2 separate regions of the Mus musculus genome follow, and region 2 is linked to region 1. The links are chromatin contacts, called in public HiChIP or PLAC-seq maps. All regions are on one chromosome and are shown on one strand. The core of a region is the stretch at or near the end of the contact, and the rest is flanking DNA. Distances in the headings are between cores, read along the strand shown. Region 1 has its middle 3.8 kb from the start of Mir181c. Region 2 overlaps Cacna1a (calcium channel, voltage-dependent, P/Q type, alpha 1A subunit).

What was found. HiChIP or PLAC-seq counts read pairs in DNA pulled down with a chosen protein or histone mark.
Region 2: an H3K4me3 HiChIP or PLAC-seq map of embryonic forebrain shows a contact between it and region 1, with 3 times the contacts expected there. The contact joins two enhancer-like sites. A contact is called at or near these places in 6 of 39 promoter capture datasets (the 3T3-L1 cell line, hematopoietic stem and progenitor cells, liver and 1 more), 1 of 15 datasets of contacts at CTCF or cohesin (the NIH/3T3 cell line), 7 of 484 Hi-C or Micro-C datasets (the G1E-ER4 cell line, the N1E-115 cell line, brown adipocytes and 4 more), 8 of 115 datasets of contacts at active chromatin or transcription factors (astrocytes, craniofacial prominence, embryonic forebrain and 5 more) and 1 of 9 other capture datasets (macrophages).

What each region holds. Positions count from the first base shown.
Region 1 is chr8:84,180,352-84,185,244 of GRCm38.p6, forward strand. No RefSeq gene overlaps it. Among named protein-coding and RNA genes, the nearest start is that of Mir181c, 3.8 kb to the left of the region's middle. Within about 2 kb of position 3,335, at least 119 of the 459 cell types and tissues checked have an H3K27ac peak or open chromatin away from gene starts, as enhancers often do. A contact at or near this core is called in the N1E-115 cell line, embryonic forebrain, forebrain and 1 more, where this site is marked.
Region 2 is chr8:84,597,939-84,602,535 of GRCm38.p6, forward strand. Cacna1a (calcium channel, voltage-dependent, P/Q type, alpha 1A subunit) reads left to right here. Exons shown (of 47, transcript NM_007578.3): 32 at 3,451-3,567; 33 at 3,818-3,883; 34 at 3,986-4,101. Among named protein-coding and RNA genes, the nearest start is that of Gm32854, 11 kb to the left of the region's middle. Within about 2 kb of position 2,508, at least 73 of the 459 cell types and tissues checked have an H3K27ac peak or open chromatin away from gene starts, as enhancers often do. A contact at or near this core is called in the N1E-115 cell line, embryonic forebrain, forebrain and 1 more, where this site is marked.

The DNA.
Region 1 (4,893 bases), core at 2,085-4,584:
ACCACTGTGCCCCTGGGGAAGGGCCTGCTGCCAGTTCAGAACAGTTTTAGGGGGTTCCTGAAAGCTAAAATGGAGGATTATGAGGCACACGGGACACTCTGGGCAATGCGGGCCATCTTGCAGACACCCCTCTTTTATTCTGTAAGTCCACTTTGCTTACTTCCCCTGCAGAACTCTGATTTTTGTCCTTTACATAATGGGAGGTGTATGTTAGGGGTATTCACGGCAGGACAGCCTGCCTGTGGGAGTTTGGCGGGGGGCGTGGCATGGCGGAGGCGCCAGGCCCCACCCCCTCCTGTCTCTTTGTCTGCAGGCGTGGTGCGGGCTTCCCGCCCTCAGTGTCTGTCTGCGCTTGCCTGCCCTTTGTCAGCGGGGGTCGACTGTCTGGGTCTGCCTGCACCCTCCCTATGTGTCTGTCCTTCTTCTTCCCGGGGCTGCTCCTTGAGGTTTTTGGCAGCCAAGCCCCCTGGTGTGTGAGGATCAGAGTCTTGACCTGAATTCCTGCAGCTAGGGGCTGATCATTTACTTCCCGCCATGTGTTGGTCGGCCTAGAGTGCTTGGGCGGGAGGTCTGACTTTGAAGTCCCTTAGTGTAAGGGTGGGAAACTGTCTCCTTCCATCCCCCAACCCCAGGTCCAGAAGCAGGGGCACTGCAGCGCAGAAGTCAGCTTGGGAATGACCTAGGTGGAGCCTGCCCCAGTCTCTCTGAGCAGCTGGCAAGTCCTAGAGGTCAGGTTGAGGTGAAATGCCAATCCCAGCCAGATGGGGGTAGCTCTACCATCAAGTAAAAGATGGGTTAGCTGTCTGCTATATTGTGCCCTGTGGTCTGCAGTGTTCAGTGTGCAATACCTGTGTGTAAATCAGCTGGGCAGAAGGGAAGAGTAGGTAGGGCCTGGAAAACAGTCCATTATTGGGGGGATAGTGACAGGACAGGTGGGAATCTCCATAGGGTCACATTGGTGGCCCAGGTTGTCTAGACCTTATTATTATTATTAATTATTATTATTGCCATACTTACACGACTTCTGAGATACCCACCCTTCCCTCCTAATCTCAGGAGCTTCTCAGATACTCGGGTCTTTCAGGGGGCTGGGGAGTGGGGGGGGGGGAGCTCAGACAGGAGCTCCTATGTACTATAAGTAGGCCAAAAGCCCCAAATTTCCAGGCTGTCTGGATGTGAGGCCAGGCCTGCAGATGAGTGAGAGGGGTCTGGCTTCTCCTGGGTCAGGGGCTATGATCAAGGAAGTGATGGGAACTCCAGCTACTCCTCTGAACTTCTTTAACAAGGAGCAGAGCGGTCCTGGGTATGCATCACGGTGGGCTGTCTGCACAAACTCATTTGTCTGCTATATACACCTGTTAATGGATTGGAGTAGAGGTCTGCTCTAGACTACTCTGCTGCTAAAGGGAGCTCAGGGGGAGGGGAGGGGACTCTGGGGGGGGTGTACCATAGTTGGTGGCACCACTAGTGTATTAGTGTATATATGCCAATCCTATGGGCTTGTTTATGTGTGATGTCAACACTGTAGGTGGATGGGTGTGTCAAGCTCATTGTGTCCAATTGTGGTCTATGTGTGCACAGATGTATGTATGGATGCGGGGTTTGTCAAGAGTAACTGGGTGACTATAATCTGTCAGCTGATAAGGATGGTGTCTTTCAGGGCCAGTCTCCCACTCAAATACCAACTCTGTTAAGGCAGGGAATTCACTGTGAGTCATAGGTGTGTCCCATAATAACTGCTCAATAAGTGTTGCTGGACACAGTGGCTGTAGAGCCTATCACCTCTGTACCTGGCAGATGCAGGCCAATCTTAAAAAAAAAAAAAAAAAAAAAAAGGCTGGGCATGGTGTTGAATGACTTTAATAATCCCAGCACTCAAGAGGCTGAGGCAGACAGATCTCTCAATTTGAGACCAGCCTGATCTATACATAAAGTTTCAGTCCAGGCAGGGCTCTACATCCCAAGACTCTGTTTCAGTAAAAACAACAAAATATTGCATTTTTGACTCTACCTCTGAGTGTCCTTTCCCTGTGGGTCTATGTCTTTATGTATGCAAGTGACCGTTACTGTCCTCAGACATCCATGCCAGTAGGTGGGTAAGCTCCATTGTTTGTTTGTTTGTTTGTTTTGACTTCGAGAACCAAACCCCAGGGCCCTGTGATCCTGCCAGATCAGCAAAGCGCTTTACCATTAAGCAACATCCATGCTCAGCTCACTTTTGATGTTGATCTTTGTCTAGGTTTGTTTGCTGTTTGAGATGGTGTTCCCCAGTATACCCCTGGTTGGCCTGGAACTCAGTATATAGACCAGGCTGTCCAGGAACTCAGAATACCTGCCTGCTTCTCCCTCCCAGATGTGAGATTAAAACTGTGCTCTATCACTTCTGGGCTCCACTGTTCTTAAAGACAGAGTCTCTAAATTGCCCAGGAAGACCTCAGGTTCACTCTGAAACTCAAGTAGGCTTTGAGCTTCCCATCCTCCTGTCTCACTCTCCCAAGGGCTAGGAGGACTGGCCTGTGCCACCAGGTCTACCTCCATAAGGAGTCATGGCTTTATGAGTGACTGTCTCTATGGGTATCTGTGTCAACATGCACACCTGTGTTCTGGTGTTTCTGTGTCAGGATAGCTGGGACCGGCTTTGAGCTCACGAGGGGTGTCCTTATTTGCACACCAAGTTACTACAGGGACCGTCCTGCACCTGTGGTTGTCAGTTATTCTAGATGTGTGAGTGACCAGGTGAGGGTGGGCACTACCAGTGTGGTGTGTCTCTACATTGTGCCCAACCTTCCACTAGTGACTGTTCCTCTGCAGGGGTATGTTCCTGGCCTTTGTGGGTGCAGTGTGTACACGAGTGTCAGTGTTGTGGTTGACTGTGTGCTTAGGAAATTAGATTATTAATGGGATAGTGTGTGTCTGTGTCGTGCGGGTGGCTTTTAGGACTTTGTCTGATGACTTGAGACTAATTTTGGTTTGGCAAGTGCGGCTGTGAGAGGTGGGGGATGGGTGGGAAGGAAATGGGGCAACCCAAGTGTGATGGGGGTACTTTCTCAGCCCCCAGTTAGCTCAAGAAGTGGCTTCTGCGGCCCCCAGCCCCAGCATGCATGCCCTCCGGGGAGAGGTCCCCTGGAAAGGCGCCCGGTCGCTTTAAAGCTAGGGCTCCTCAGCAAGAGTAATCGGGGCCATCTTTCCTTTCTGCAGCCACTTTTGGAGGGTGGGATCTAGTCGGCAAACCTTGTCCCCACGATCACCGTGCAGATGCGGTCTGTACCCCCGGAGGCAGCCTCCCGCCCCGCGCCCCGAGAACAAAGCGCCCCGGTCGGCCCGGCCCAGGCGCTCGCGACCGCGGCGGGTGCAGGCGGCGTCCCGGGCCACACGGCCGGGAACAATGGAGGCCTCGGCCGTGGCCGTGACCGGCAGGTGCGCCCCCCGCCCCGGCCCGCGCTCACCTCGTCTCCGCCGCCGCAGCGCCCTCCGCTCCGCCAGGGTCCGGGAGCCCACCCGGCCGCTCGCGCGGGAAGGGACCGAGCGGTTCGAACCCGCGGCCACGCGCCCGCGCCCCCGAGGCCCCCGCGCGGCACCGGCCGGTGGGTCCAGCTGCGGCCGTGCGCGCCCCGGGCCGCCTGCAAGCCCTCGTACTCCACGCTGCAGCTCGAGGGGGACTCGGGGCGCGGGCAGGGACCTGGGATGCATGCAGCCCTTCTGGCTCGGCGGGAGCACGCGCGCACAAAGGCACGCGGGCCACAGACAGGGAAGGTGCGAGGGGGGCCTTGGGGCGTACACCCGCCGGACGAAGGGGGTGGCGGCCACACACGTAGGGACACCTGGGAGCGGCAGACGCCTCTTTGAGGGACAGCACGGAATGTTCTTAGAACTGAATATACCTAGCCAGAGCCCAGGTTCACAGATCACACCCCACCATGTACACACAACCCAGGCATAGCCTAGGAAAACCCGAAGATTTTCGGAAAAACCTAAGATGTACAGAACACAGCTGGTGAGCCCGTCCACACTGGTAATGCTGGACTCAGGAGCCTGAAGCGGGAGTACCGCGATTCTAAGCCAGCCTGGACTAAGGAGTGAGTTTGAGACAAGCCAGAGCTATAGGTTCTGTCTCAAAACAAACAAAAAAACAAAACATGTCCACAGGGTCCAACAGACACAGTCTCCGCCACTCACAACTAATGGGTACACAAATACACACCTCAGCCTTACATGGTTACAGAGAGAAGCAGGACCACAAGGTAGGCAGGCACCTAACACTTGCTTCTTGGAAGTTGGAGCACACACACACACAGAAACACACAGACACTTTCTCACACTCACACACACATTCTCTCTCACACACACACACACATGCACATATGGTCTTGTACAAGCTCTTCCTGGGATGGGCACACACAGGGGTAAGAGGACTCCAGATCTGTCAGAGATGCATATGCAGAACCCCAAAGTGGCAGCTACCCTGAGCACCACAGGAAGAGAGCACTGCTGAGCGGCTCTGGAATCTTCACACAGACCTCCAAGTGCTCCCAAACATACCCAGTCCTGCACAGGCTCAGTTGAGAGGAAGGTCAAACCAGCCTGGGGCTGAGCCAACATTATACTGCATGTATGTTTGCCCTTCTCAAGTCCGGGGGCTGAAGACTTTAGCCCCCCTCAAACCCAGGCTGTTACCTTTGTGGGCCTGCAGCGCTGGGATTCCTGTCGGCTGCCTGCCTTCCTTTAACTCCTTACTGCATTCCTGCCTCAGTTTCTCCTTGATAGGCTTCCAGACATCCTCCTACTTAGACAAGTCTCCACTGGCCCAGGAAAATTCTCTGGGGTTCAGAGTAAGGCGTATGCGAGGAAATAAATGGGAGTGCATTGTAATTTGGGGGTTGAGGGTGCGGCTCA
Region 2 (4,597 bases), core at 1,258-3,757, 420 kb after region 1:
AGAACTACAGTAACCGTGACCCAAATAAAGAATGAACAAGCAAAGACATCCAATATTAACCTCCAGATCTCACAAGTACATGCACATGCACACACACACACACACCACATGCACACACGCATTCGAGAGCTCTTTTGTGTACCACACCTATGCCCACTGCATTTCTTGCCCCCCTTCACCAACCTTCAATTGCTGTGACCCTGCCCCCATCTCTGCCCTTCTGCCCCCTCTCCCTGGAGATACTCTGGAGGCCCTCCAGTGGTATGCCCTCAGTAAACATGCATTCATCCACCTGATACCAATGGGTCCCTGTAAGGTGCTACTGATAAAGGGGCAAATAGTAGCCCCCAGTGCTTCCCTGCTTGGCGACCGTTAGTAGGGGGAGGCAGTCTTTGGACCCCAGTTCCACTTGCAACTTTAAGTGCACTGCTGGAAGAACAGCCAACGTTAGCAAGGCACTCCAGGCTCCCAGCCTGTGGCCAGGAAGAGGATGCAGAGGTCAAGGTCTGCAAGTGAGAGGGACTTGGGTACAGTAGGTGTGGGGTTGGGGGGAGCTGGGCAACTGGGCTTCATCCTGAGTAGGAAGAAGACCTGAGAGGATTTGAACCAGGTGCACTTCTGGGACTGATTAGACAAGATTGCTGGAAGCAGGTGCAGGAAGCCCTTATGGGAGGTGATGTGGGGAGGGGAGCAGAGGATGGTAGAGGGGCCTTCTTCAGGGCCTGGGGAAGGGTAGGACTGGGTGTCTCTGGATAGCTAGAGATGGAAGTTAGGAGTGGGAGGAGGTCAGGGGTTATGCGGAGAACACCCCTAGCCAGTTTGAATCTGAGCCACTCCAGCAGAGCTCCAGTTAGGGGCCTGGAGCTTGACAGAAGGGCAGGCAGGGAAGCAGGTCGGCAGGTAGCAAAGACTTGGAATCTGGGGTGAATGGTGCCCCGTGTCTTCTACAAACCCAAAGGACACCTGCCCCTGAGCATGTCACTGGGGAGAGTACAAGGACCAGGATCCCACACACCTGAGCCTGCATCTTCCACTGCTGCTCAGCTTAGCCCTGGAGCACAGGGTAGGGTCTGAGTAGTAAGAGGATGCCTCTTGGGAGTTGTGTGTGCTAGCAGGACTCCATGCAGACTCAGGAAGAGCCGGAAGAGCAGATAGGCCTGAGACCCCTGACTTCTCCGGTCCCCGCCCCTCCTCCCTTATGTGTGTGCGTGCTCAGCAGCTGCTAGATCCCTGCTTCTGCATGTGCCAGTTTGCCCTCGGCCCCACACTGCTCCCAGGAACCCCTGCCTCTGCATGTCTGGCCGAGCCCACATGTTATGATCCACCCCATGGAAGGGATGGCTTGTTCTCCGGGGGGTTGAGGGAGAGGGTGGGGAATACTTCTTGGTTAGTGGTCCCATCCCCAGGAAAGCTTGGTGGCCAGGCAAGACCAGGCATCAGGTCAGCGGGGCACGGTGGGTGACTCTTAGCTAGGTTTGCAGGCTTATGTGAGACTTTTGGAACAGGCTCACAACAGTTGGGCCTAAGAGTGTCCTGATGTAGGAGCCCAAGGCTATTCCCCATCCCAGAAGCCCAAAGGCCAAGTCTTTTGCCCCAGAGGCCTCTTACCAGGCTCCGAAATTCTTCAATATCCAGTCACTGCCTCTCTGCTTCCAAGCCAGAGCTAGCTAGCTCATGGCAAAGACCCAGTAAAAGGATGCCTCTGGGAAGGAGGCTAAATATAGCCAAAGACAAAGCATAGTGATGACCCCCCTTTCATCCCAGCACTTGGAAGTCTGAGGCAGGAGGATCTCAAATTCAAGACCAGACTGAACCATAGCATGACCCCCTTGCAATAAAAAAATAATTCATTATGCAAATAGGGACACTTGAAATTCCGAAGAATGCTCTTGTCAGGGCCGCTTATCCATGCACCTCCAGTCATTAGGCCTCATTCGGTCTTGCCCTATGATGTGTCTCCAGGACTCCTACAGATCTTAAGACTGGGGCACCAGAAAGCTCCCTTCTAGCCAGAGACCCCATTCCCTCCTGCCTCCTGCCTGCTGGTCGTAACCATGTGGTCCCCAGGCAGAAAACTCACAATGCTCTGTGGGCCAATCACCAGAGAGCCCGGGAAACTGGAGAGCATATAGCCAGACTCCAGGGGACAGCTACGAGAGGCCTGGGGGAGCCAAAAATCCAGATCGGTGGGCAACGTCCAAATTTAAAATTAGCAACTTTGTATTTAAAAACAAAACCACTTAGGCCCAACAAATTACTTTCATTGGCTATATTGGGTCATTTGCCACCCATCACCAACCTCCGCTGATGCCCCCCTGGAGAGTCCTGGGCCTTGCCCACAGTTTCCAGCCACTGTCTCTCTTCACTAACAGCCTGGGAGGGAGGCCAGAGGCAGTGACTAGACCTGGGTTTGGAGGACAGGCAGGGCCCACCTAGGGAAGTCCAGGGGCCAAGAATAGCCTCATCTCCCCACCCGCAGCAGCGGCCCCTTGGTAGGCCCTGGGCTGATCAGAGCTCACTCGCCCTGGGAGCTGAGACCTTCCTGCTTCCCGCAGGCCTGGTCCCGAGACACCACCCAGCCCCAGAAGCTGAGAAGCCATCCCTGAGAGGGGGGAAAAGGGCCCCTAATGCATCTTCTCCGACTCAGCGGGCAGCGAGGACTCACCCTGCAGCCGAACAGCCCCAGCTCCCTCCCGTCCTCCCCATTCCCGCTCGCCAAGGGGGTAAGAAAAGATGCCCTTCCGCTTCTCCCCATTGGCTCCAGCCGCTGCTCCTCTGGGCCGTGGGGTGAGGTCAGGGCGGGCAGGAGCGGGTGGGCAGCTCGGCAGGGCAGGGCAGGGCAGGGTGCCCGGTGAGTCCCAGGACAGATGCATTTCTGGCCCCGAGCGTAACATGCCCTCGGAACCGCACTTGCCCCCTAGGCCTGCGTGTGCTGGTGCCCTTCCCCCACCCCGCCCGTGTCTGTGCTTTGTACTCTTGTGCTGGGTTCTGCAACTTGACCCGCTTGTGTCCTATCGTCTCAGTGCATTTGGTTGTTGGGAGAAATAAAAACCATCTCGATTTTTTTCCTGATTGGATGATTCGGATGTATTTTCTTTTCTGTGCTCTTTTGTTATTTCCTCCTGGACCCTGTTCCTTTCTTTTCCTCCCCCTTCCCACACCTTTTCCCCACTTGTGAGTGGGCCTGGCTGGGTGGGCTTAAGCTTTTGAGTTGATATCTCTTCCCTCCCCTAACCCCCTCCTCTCCCTCACTCCTTTTTTATTTATTTATTTTTTGAGTTCCCCTCTGCTCCATTGCATTAACGGTGCTTTCTCTCCTCTCCCTCCTCATTTGGGGTGTGGCTTGCTTTTTTCCTATTGGTTGGCTTCATGTAGGGGCCTCTGTGAGTGTTGAATACTCTAAGCTCCTCAGGGTGGGTGGAAGGTCACCTTTCTTCCTCATCTCCTCAGAATAACTTCATCAACCTGAGCTTTCTCCGCCTCTTCCGTGCTGCCAGACTCATCAAACTCCTCCGCCAGGGTTACACCATCCGCATTCTCCTCTGGACTTTCGTGCAGTCCTTCAAGGTGAGACACAGCCGCCGCTACTGCTGCCGGCCCGTCCCGGGCCAGAACAGACCTCCTAGCTCCGGGTAAAATGGGGAAACCACACTGAAAGTGCTTCTGTAATCGTCTGATGTCTACACCCAGCGTCTACAGAGCTCTGAAGGCCCTGTCCCGAAGCCCTGTAGCCTGGGGCACGTGATCACCTGACCCAGTTCAGAAGGCTCTGGGCAAGTCGCGTGGCGCCCTTTCTCACTGCCTTCCTTCCCTCCAGGCCCTACCTTATGTCTGTCTGCTGATCGCCATGCTCTTCTTCATCTACGCCATCATCGGGATGCAGGTGACCCCGCACCCGTGGGTACCAGGGCTGCGGGAGGGATCCTGCGTCAAAGGGAGCCAGGGTGGCTGTGACTGCCCTCATGGTCACCCTCCAACTCCGCAGGTGTTTGGCAACATCGGCATTGACGGGGAAGACGAGGACAGCGACGAGGATGAATTCCAAATCACGGAGCACAATAACTTCCGGACCTTCTTCCAAGCGCTCATGCTTCTCTTCCGGTGAGGGGCGTGGGGGAATTGTCCTTCCGTTTAGGTTGGGTTCAGACCTGTCTTCATTCTGTGTGTTCATTACTCTTCTGCCTGAGAATATGATCCCTCTGACTCTCCAGTTGGGGTGAAGTTAAGTACTGCCCAAATCTCCGTCCCTTCTTCCCAGCAGTGCTTTCTTTAGGACAAGGATCTGGGACAGAGTACAAGCTTAGAAGGAATGTCACTGGTGTTACCTAGTTGAATCCTCCTGATCAGCTTTTGAGATGGGAGTCCTTCTGAGACCATCTTACATATGCTAGAAACAAAGAATAATCCCTGACCCGCAAAGGACACACTAACAAAACAAGACAGTTCTTTTCATAAAAAGCACGCAATAAGACTCAAATGATTTAGCCAAGGTAGCTTCTCTCTTTTATCCCTGACATAGATATTGACTGTATTTCATACCATTGGTGGCAGCCACTTCAAAAGCTGATGTGATTAGCCAGTTGGTGCAAGGGGACAA